2 separate regions of the Arachis hypogaea genome follow, and region 1 is linked to region 2. A link is a contact called in public Hi-C data. All regions are on one chromosome and are shown on one strand. The core of a region is the stretch at or near the end of the contact, and the rest is flanking DNA. Distances in the headings are between cores, read along the strand shown.

What was found. A called contact is a pair of places that touch in the nucleus more often than the background predicts.
Region 1: a Hi-C map of leaf shows a contact between it and region 2, with 9 times the contacts expected there. The contact joins the promoter of LOC112723129 here to the promoter of LOC112723119 in region 2. A contact is called at or near these places in 2 of 8 Hi-C or Micro-C datasets (both in leaf).

The regions. Positions count from the first base shown.
Region 1 is chr11:142,313,613-142,318,720 of arahy.Tifrunner.gnm2.J5K5, reverse strand. LOC112723129 (protein DEHYDRATION-INDUCED 19) reads left to right here and starts at 2,643. Exons shown (of 5, transcript XR_003163032.3): 1 at 2,643-2,842; 2 at 2,929-3,083; 3 at 3,630-3,832; 4 at 3,918-4,169; 5 at 4,298-4,561. It overlaps TRNAT-AGU (transfer RNA threonine (anticodon AGU)), which reads right to left and starts at 2,547; the gene lies at 2,474-2,547. LOC112723128 reads right to left here. Exons shown (of 6, transcript XM_025774371.3): 6 at 4,821-5,108.
Region 2 is chr11:142,166,714-142,172,035 of arahy.Tifrunner.gnm2.J5K5, reverse strand. LOC112723119 (pumilio homolog 24) reads left to right here and starts at 3,759. Exons shown (of 17, transcript XM_025774360.3): 1 at 3,759-4,219; 2 at 4,309-4,362; 3 at 4,506-4,567; 4 at 4,665-4,746; 5 at 4,873-4,996; 6 at 5,072-5,155. The coding sequence starts at 3,995.

The DNA.
Region 1 (5,108 bases), core at 1,394-3,893, 150 kb before region 2:
TTTGCGACCGTTTAACAACTGACACACTTCTTTCGCTGATTTCAAGTTGCTGATTAGCAGGCGAAATACATTTATCGCTAAGTTGTCGCAAGTTTAATTTAGCGAGAGACTTGCCAACTGCAATATTGTCGCAAAGCAAAAGCTATATCCTACCTATTTTGTAGCAAATTACTCGCAAATCTCGTTGGAAATCTGTCGCAGAGTTATAACAAATCCAATGCTAACTGAGAAAATGTTAGAAGTAATTGGTCGCAATTGAGTCACTAATCAAAAGTTTATTTAGTGAGGAATTAATGACTGCTTAATAAATGATAGAATTTCTTCACTTATTTTATGTTGCTACTAATTTGTGAGGAAAAATGTTAGTCCTTATTCTATCTTTATTCTATCCTTATTTTATGTTGCTTAATAACGAATGTTTTTTTTTTTTAAATAAGCTAGTATATATATATTATTTTGTGGACTCGACTTAAAATCTAACCAACCCCTAAAAAAAAGTACACACACTAAATAAAAATACCCATTCAACAATACTTTTTTTAAGCTACATTTAAAAAGCGTAGCATATTTACACTTTTTTTTGTATTACCCTTTTATAAGAGAATAAAAATACAATTATGACATCATATTATTGAATATAATAATAATATTTTAACAGTAATCCTCTTTCTAATATGCATATGCATACACATACCTTAATTTTCTTCTATAATTTAGAGATTATTTTATAAAAATAATGTTATATATATAAATTTTTAGGAGCCAATAAAATTTATTATTTTTAAATAATATTTTTAATTATCAATTTAATTTTTTAGTTTAATAACTTAATTATATATTTATATTTTTAAATATTATGAACTTATTATTAGACAAAAATAATAATTTTTGTTAACTCTCTATTGGTCATGTGTGTGTATGGAGACGGGTCAAAAGAGTTGAAGTGGGAGGCTAACTAATTAAGAAAAGAGGAAAGGTCTCGTTGACAAGAAAGGAGATGGTTTCCTTCGTCATTATTCATGAGTTGACATGTGTGATGCCAACGTTTCATTTGTACGAATCAAACACACAATAATAATGATTCTGTGAGTGGTGCTTGCTCTTAAAATTCACAATACAAAGCTAACAAGGTAAACATGCATGTGGTGGTGGTCCTTTGAATTATTTGAACCCCCCCAGTCCCTAAATTAAATAAACCCCTATGTAAGTATTCTTCTCTTTTTTAATTAGCAAATAAGAATAGTCATGACTAAATGGTTCTTCAACACCAAAAACGTGACGCCTATCTATACAACTATGAGTCGTCTAATAAGGCAAACATATTAGTCCACCGACAAAGTTGCATCTTCAATTCTTCATAAAAGCTAAGGTTGTCCACTTTACTAAGCTTGGTTTTCTTTGTTACAGGCATAATTAGTCATTGTTTATTTCTATCTGTTTAAATTTTTTATAGAAGCAGTATTATTACATGTAACTCATTATTGTTATCTTTCATACCCTCTATAGCATATCTATAAATTAATCAAGAAGAACATTCAATTCAGCAGCAACTATGCGCCCCGGGGAGATTGGTTTCGCATTTTGCTGTATATATAAAAAAATTAATTATAATATATTTGTGTATAAATATATATTATTTAATTTATTTTATTTAGATGATGATATTTTTATTTTGTTCTAAAGATTAATCTGTTGCGAACCCGCGACACTTACTTAAACGGGTTAGTGAGCTAACCACTAGATCAACCCAATTTGGTTCTAATTTCATATAATTTAATTTGATATACATAAATCAAGATCATGAATCGGCAACATTTTTTTTTCCCATAAAGCTAGCTAAGTACGTAGCATCTCAAAGTGAACAAGTAGCTTGCAGTGTGTTAGCGCTTTTCGTACAACACGTATTGATGATCCAGTGCACGTGGTGCAAACCATAACCATCGCCTGACATGTTTGTTATTCATCCTTGCTTACCTTCTTGTGCTACCATTATCTTTTGGATTTGAAGATAACGAAAGAAAATGAAAATGGATTTATGCTGTAATTGTCGCTCACTTTTATCTTTGAAATTTATTCTTTGACGTTTGTTATATTAATGTCCACATTTGCTTTTCCCTCATCATGATTAGAATAACATATCCTTTTAGCTAACGAATATTACATCATCCTTCTATATGTGTCAATCCAGGAGGAACAATCATAGGGTTCAATTCTATCTCCTCATGATAATATGATTGATGAAATGAAAGTCCAAAAACGAAAAGGAAGAAAGCAAGCCAAAATAATTGGACCATGTCTTGCAAAGGGTAAATCGGTAAATGTAAAAGGTCACATGCACTATCTCAACAGCTTTGTTCGTTTCTTTTTTGGACCTCACAAAGGATATTGGGCTGGGTCCTTTGATTGCCAAAAAAAAAAAAAAAAAAAGACCAATGAAGGACCTCAACAGAGGCCTATTAAAAATTTGAAAACTTGCTCTCGTTGAGAGTCGAACTCAAGACCTCCCGCTTACTAAACGGGTGCTCTAACCAACTGAGCTACGAGAGCTTATTGGAAAATATGCCATTCAAATTATAAGTATTCAAAATATTTTCCTGGGAAAATTGGCGGGTGTCTCCTCAAGCTGAACGGTAAGAGCCTGAGAGGCAGTTAGTTAAGAATTCTCAAGTGTGATTCGGAAATGTGAGAGACACGTGGCGTTCTGCATTCTCTTCTCTTCGCTGAGGTAGTTAGGGTTTTACTTACCAGTGTGTCTGAACACTGAACTGAACTGAATAGAATTCAAGAATGGAACCCGATCCTTCCTTTACTTTCAGCAGCACTGATGTTCAATCTCTTGCCGGTTCTCTCTTCTTTCTTAGCTCTTTTTCCTTCTTTTGTTTTCGTCGTTTCTTCATTGTATCAGTCAATGATCGCATTGTGTTGCAGATCTGCTCGCAGATCTGGTCCTCGGTGAGAAATCGGTGGATGATGATTTGAGGCCGAAGCAGGAGTTTATGTGCCCTTTTTGCGGCGAAATTCACGACGCCGATGCACTTAGCTACCACATTCATGATCAGCATCCCCGGCATCTCACCAATGGGGTATTCACTTCTTTCTCTTCTCTTCTCTTCTCTTTCTTTCTTTCTTTCTTTCTTTCAGTTCTAATTCCGATGTCCTTTGCCGTTATTATTGTTATTTTTGTAATCATAATAATTTCTTGTACGTGTGCAGCTCCTTTTCAATTTGTTGTTTCTTGTTTTAATAATGATCATGGTGTTATTCTGAAACTTTGATGTTCCTTCCAGTTCTTTAGCGTTTTTTACTTTCTTCTTTTATGAATTGCTATGGCGGTCTTTTAATTACGAATGGAGTGGAAGTATGGAACTGTAGCATTTGTAGGTAGGAGTTTTGACTGTGATAATCAAAACGGAAATGAATTGTTTATAACTGTTAATTTTTTAGATTACATCAATCAACTTATTTTTGAAAAAGTTTCCATATGAAATAATTATGTCATCGGTCCATGCAAATTGGATTCGTTTTTAATCATGTTTATCCACTTAAGTTGGGATCATTATTATTGTCTAGGTAATTTAGGGTAGTCACATTCATGTTCCTCGTTGAAATTTCACAGCTTATGTTTTCAGGACTGTCCAATTTGTGAAGACTCGTTTGGGATGGAACTTGTCGGTCATATTGCTAAAGAACATGGAGATCTTCTGAAAATATCCTTTAGAAGCTGGGATTCTTTCCATTTTTTGGTTATTTTTAGTTTTCACCTGCTGCTGAATTGGATCCACTCTTATTTAATTGCACCAGCCACATTAATCCGGGGATATATTTTGATATGGTATATTTCATTCCAACTACTATTCTTTTTCTTGCTAGATGTGATGGATAATTGGTGTGGTTTTTACAAGTTTCTCCTTGACCAGAAATTACGTGCAGCGCAAAAGAAGGTACAGAACTGGAGGCCCGAATCCTACATCGAGACAAGAACTGGATGAAGAAATACGGAAACACCTATTAAGAGATTTTTCATGCATAGCTCCCTCTGAGCTTGATCCTTTGCTCTCATCATTTATTTCCACCCGAGTTTTAGCTGACGAACAATGCAGTGCACAAGTACAACCTTCTCCATTGGAAGCTATCGAAATGCAAAGTTTAGAAGACGATTTCTTGGAAAGGTAGGAATGTCGGTATTTTATGTTTGATCAAAGGATTTTCGTGCTTGGAATCTCAGGTTGATATGACAATGTTTAGTCTTACTGTCAAGATCGTCCTTCACAGCTGTTTCTTTCCTTATGCTGTTCAGGGAACCTGAACCGTTGCAACCATTGGACAACCATCTAGCAGAGAAAGATCCAAGGTTTGAGTTCGTTCAGAGGTTACTGATGTCTGCTATTCTTGATAATAACTTACCAATGAAATTGTAGCTAGTTCTGACGTTATTGAGGGAGGGGGTTTATGCTCATTGATAGAGTGAATATGTAGCAGAAGGATTGAATGTGTCCATAATGTAACTAGACTTATCGGCAATTGTTCATATAAATGCAATTAATAGTATTTTGATTTTTGATTGTCACCTGTGCTGCTTCCTCTTGGCCAATGGCCATTGTGAATGAAATATCCGCAAACAAGCATGGATTCTTAGATGAGTGACAATTTCGAGTCCCAACCCAAATAGTTGCCAATTTGCCATTTTACAATACATTACTTTGTACATCGCCCGTTTCAAATTCAGCTTTTAATTTGCGGTTAACCTTCTATCCAACATTAAACGACAAACATTAGGAAGAAGCAGCTTGTTAGTGTAACATCTGATCTTAACACAAGGATTTGTATACTGGGAATCAACATGTATCGCATATGCTAGACAACAATAAGTGAAATAAGTTCTTTTACATAGACTTTGGCTCTTTACCCTATGATCTAGACAAGCCACAAAAAAGAAGAAAATCTTGGTTAAAAAGACTTGACATCCTGTGAAGAACAGAACTACAAAAGTAGACCATCCTCAAATGAAGAACGTATAAATTTCAATGCCTACTCTTTTCCTGAAATACTTAAAGAGGCACAAACCCTTCTGTACTATTTTAGGAAAACAAGTGATCCTAAAGTTTATG
Region 2 (5,322 bases), core at 2,510-5,009:
AAGATCGAAAAGCACGAAAGAGATGGAAACTTGGAGTAGTAGAATTACATGACAAACAAAGTAATTTTTTAAAGCCCAAACAAAATTGTTTTGGCTCGATAAAAACCAAATTTGCAAATTCGATAGTAACTTCTGAAATTATAAATTCAAAATATTTTACAAGTTAATTCAAGAGTTTGACAACCATACATGATACATGTAAGACGAGTTAATTGGGACTTGGAGTGAAAACTAGATTAATTAGAAATTGAGAGCATGATGACGATGATGGGGTTGAATAGAGAAAGTATAATGAGACAACGCTTATGCTAAACAATGTAAACAACAGGTTAAAAAAGAAATGTTAAATTGATTTTAAAAATAAGATTTTTAATAATCATAATAAAAAACAGCATAGCCATCCGTTGCGCTTCCACCTTCTTCTTCCCTCCTCAGTGCCGTCGTCGCCTCTTCCTCCCTCGCGTTGTCGTCCTCCACCACGCTGCGCCCCGCCCTTGCATCGCGCTCCTAAAAAAACATCCATCTAAAAATAAACATCCACATCAAATTCAAGAAACATTTATTTAAAAAAAAAAAAGAAACATTCACTTAAAATAAAAGAAATATCCATCTAAAATAAAAGAAACATCCAATCCATTATTAAAAAAAAAAGTCCAATAACATGAAAAGAAACATTCATTATCACCATAGGCAGACGAGGACCGAACGTAGGAGAGAAGAGGACCAGCTTCTTCGTTCAGAACACGCGACATGACGCAGGAGAGAAGAGGACGTACGACGGTATTGCTTATGGAGAGCACGGTTGCGGCACGGCGAAGGGGAGAAGAAGGCGCGTAGCGACAGCATCGCTTGTAAGGAGAACAAGGGTGGCGACACGTATAGGAGAAGAAGGTGCAGCGGCAACGTCGAGAGTAGGGGCGGCGTGATGCAGGGAAGAAGAAAGTGTAACGGCAGCGTCGGTTGCAGGGAGCACAGAGGCAGAGGGTTGGGGCAGCAGCATAATAGAAAAGGAGAAGCTGGCTTCGTTGCAGTGGGTGAGGGCGGCGCTGAGAAGCTTTGTTGCTAGCGATGGTAAGCAACGTGACAAGGAAGGCGACAGTGGAATTACTGCGGTAAAAATAGGGTTTAGGGTAGGTGAAAGTGGAAATAGGTAATGGAAACGGTGAAAGATAAAAGTGAAATTCGGAATAAAAATGAGTAATCAGGTTGGGATGTTTTTTTCATGGTTATTAGGCCTCAGGATGCAGCCCGTTATTTATATTGTTCACACCCTCGTTGTCTACCTGGTGGAATTAGGTTGAATATAATTAGGGATGATAATGCGTATCCATGGGGCGGGAACCCTCTCTCTATTCCCCGTCCCCGTTTAGAAAATTGCCTTTCGTCCCCGCTCCATTTCTATCAAGGGCTCCATTTATTTTTTTCCGTGGGATAGGCAGATATCTGTAGGTATCCGTGAATATTAAATTTTAAAAATGAAAAAAAAAACTACAATTTATAATTTAACTAAAATGTATCAAATTAAAAACAATTCAAACACATTCAACATAATAACATAAACTCAAAATCTCCCACATACAAATTAAAATAAAATAAAATAAAAAAATTTTTAACATAGTAATATAACAAATTTTGATTGACGATGATAATTCAATAATAGTACTCCTTCCTATAATAATACAAATTTAAATAATTAGTGTATATATATATATATAAATGATATTTTAATAATTTCACACTAGTTGGAATTTAACCGGTCCCCATAGGATGGATAACTCAATCTCCACTTCTATTCTCGTTTATTCATGGGGACGGTCCCTGTGGAAATTTCGCGAATTTCCATTCTGTTTCCCGTTGCGAATTTTTTCTGCGAATCCCTGTGAATTCGAGTTTTTTCTGCCATCCCTAAATATAATGTTAATTTTTTATTATCCACATGGCATGCTATGATTGTTAAACCATATTCAGGCAACAGCCCAATACCATAATAAAGACGAGCATACAAGAAGCCAAAAAGGTGGGGTGGTACTCCCATCCTGTTCAAACCACATGCTAACTATATATATTACGTGCTTTCACATTGCCAGCAACCCACATGTTCCTACTTCGTGTGTTTGTACAAACGACATAGGGAGCAAACTGTGAAAACTCAAAAGGGAAACTCTTCTTGTTCTTAGGCAAAGAGAATAATAATATGTTCAAACTTAAATTTTCAAATTTTAAAAAATTACTTTTTTTTTGGGTATCAAACTGTGAATGCAACAGAATAAAAACTCTTATTTATTCTTGAAATATTTAAGAAATTCTTTTTGGTGCACAAGGTGGGGGTAATAGAACTAATTACTATGCTCAGTTGATGATAAAACATGACACATGTTACGGTCAATGGATAGATATTAGATAGTGAGGTGGACCAATATTTGCTTCACCAATAATGGTGGATGGGGAGGACTAAGTTATCTTGAGTTTGAGCCTCGCCAGTTATATATATACTTATTTGACTAGCGCTCCTAAGCAAGCAAAACATTAAGCATTAAATTAAATGTACACCTTAGTGGTCACACCGTCACAGGACCACAAACACAAACACAAAATAAAGATTTTGTGGTTCAATGTACGTACCAAAAATAACTAAAAAACACTTGCTGCTAAATTCACACGATTCTGCACTCTGCATGCATGCGATATAAAACATATATTAAATAGACAACCACTTTATGTGTACACTAAAATCAGTTACTAAGTTTAATTATTAAGGTAGAATACACATTAAAAATGAGTTAAACTATAGTACTATACATATATTTATACACAAATATATAATGACTGATTTTAGTGTGTAAATAATATTTTTATAAATAGACATATTGTGGTTTCTAATTCTAACCCCACAACATTTCAGTATCAATCCGAAATTTATAGCCCCTACTATGCATGACCACAAAAATAATACAAGATATATATGCCGCGGATCACGCCAAAATCTACCATGCCTAAAAGTAACAACAACAAATAATTGTAATGGAATGTTTTTTGTTTGATTCATCCTGCAATGAACTTTCTTTTCAGTTTTCACTGCCGCTAATTACTCCTCAGAATTGAGAGACACAGCAACGTGGACTTCACATCCAAATTTAAATTTCCGATTCCCGGGACTTATCATGCGTGCACCAAATGTTGTTGGACTAGTCGATGCTAGTGGAAAGTGCAACCCAACTTTGTTAGAATCGTACCACCATGGCATATTGGCATGAATCAATTCTATCTTTATTTTTAAAGTTTTTGTCAGAGACATGCATGCCCAAGAAGATTAGGCAATGTGGACCACAGATAATCTTATACATTTTCAATTATATGGAAAAGAAGTCCAAGTACAGTTTCGTCATCTATTGTTGGGCTAAGTTATTTTGGGCCTAGTTTGTTTTGGGCCTTTTAATGTAATTGGACTCCAAAATGTTTGGGTTGTCTTTTTATTTTGTTTTACTTTCTTAAATTTGTAAAAAAATAAAACCCAAAAAATAGAAAAAAAACCAAAAAAATAAAATTATATTTTTTGTTTTTACTCTTTTTTTTTCTTTAATTCACAAAATTTTGAAAAAAACAAAAAATAAATAAATTCTAAGTTAGATTAATTTTTGTTAAAATTTATAGATAAAACAAGATCCAGAATTTTAAATTTTTTTTTTATACAAGTCTGAAATGTATCAAGGGAAAAAAAATTCTCAGTTTATATTTTATTTAGAAAAAGGGATCAAATTACATAATCATTTTCATTTGATTCATTGCATTTGCAGAACAAATAAAATAGAAATACCTTTTATCAGTATTTAATTTTAATATTTTTGTTGTGATTTTTTATTTGTTATGAGTAATTGTTGGTACTTAGATAAACCCTAGTGGTAGGAGTCGAAAACCCCAGCTTCATGCTCTGCGTAACAGAGCCCCTCTCTTCTTCCAACTAAACTCAACTTCAGGGCTCAGAGATTGAGTTTCAATGGCGCCGAAGAAGCAGGACGATGGAAGCACCAAGAAGAGGAAGCGGATTCCAGCTTCGGGCTCTAACGCCGAAGCATCACATGAATCCCCTTCTAAGGCTCCTAAACTCTCTGCCTCTAAGAAACCCTTCAAATCCCTCAAAACACGCAAACCAGACGCCGTTCCTAAAGACAAGACCAAGAAGGCTCCCCTTACAGGTCGAGAACGTCGTCTTCATGCTAAGGTCTTAAAACGTTACCAATTTGCTTTCAAATGCATTTGAATCTGTGTTTTGTTATTGAATCGGTGGAACATTTTGTTGTTTGATTTCAGGAACTTGCGGAGGCTAGGAAAAAGAAGAGGAAGCGCCATTTCACTCTTGAGCAAGTGAGTACTTATGCTCATTCATCGTGTATTTATTTATTCATATTTGGGATTTAACTTTAAGCTTTGGATTCTGTTGATATGTTTAGTTAAAATCTTTACAGCTTTGGGATATTATGGTTAATTAAATAAATAATCGTAAACAGGAGCTTGCACGCCTATGGGAAAAGATGAGGCGTCATGAGGTTGCCAAAGAGGATAGAGCCAAGTATGTATATTTAGGAAAGATTTTCAGTAATGAAATTCCTTATCTTTGTTTTCTTTCTCTTGCTCATGTTTTACTTTGGAATTTTGTATAACTCAAGGCTGGTGACAGAAGCTCTGCAAAAGATGAAGGGGAAAATTCCTGAAATTGCAGGGTCTCACATTTCTTCTCGGGTTCTTCAGGTATATAATGTTGCTAACTTGCTGAATTTCTATCTCTATTTAAGGGTAAAGGAAAAATTGGTTTCACATTCTTTCAGAGTAGCTGGCAGTTTTAATATCTTCAATTATTTCTCTCTTTAATTGTAGACTTGTGTCAAGCATTGCTCACAAGCTGAAAGAGATGCAGTGTTCGAGGAACTTAGGCCACATTTTCTATCCCTAGCGTACAATGCGTATTCTGTTCACTTAGTAAAGAAGATGCTGGATAATGGTAATAGTCAACCTGAAATATGTTTCTAGTGATATGTTACTTTTTTCCTTATCCGTGATCCTTCCACATTTTCAGCCTCCAAGAAACAACTAGCAGGCTTTATCTCCACTCTTCGTGGTCATGTTGCTCCTCTTCTTCGCCACATGGTTGGGTCAGTTGGTATGTATCAGTGTTTTGCAGTTGTTCATGGTTTACCTCATGTTTCAGATTCAAAGTTTTAACAAGTGGAATGGTTTTTGCCTTTTTTCCTTGTGTTGTATGTCTAGCAGTATATTCACACGAAGCTTAGTTTGAATCTAGCTTGCTTCGCGTGTGAATAAATCAGA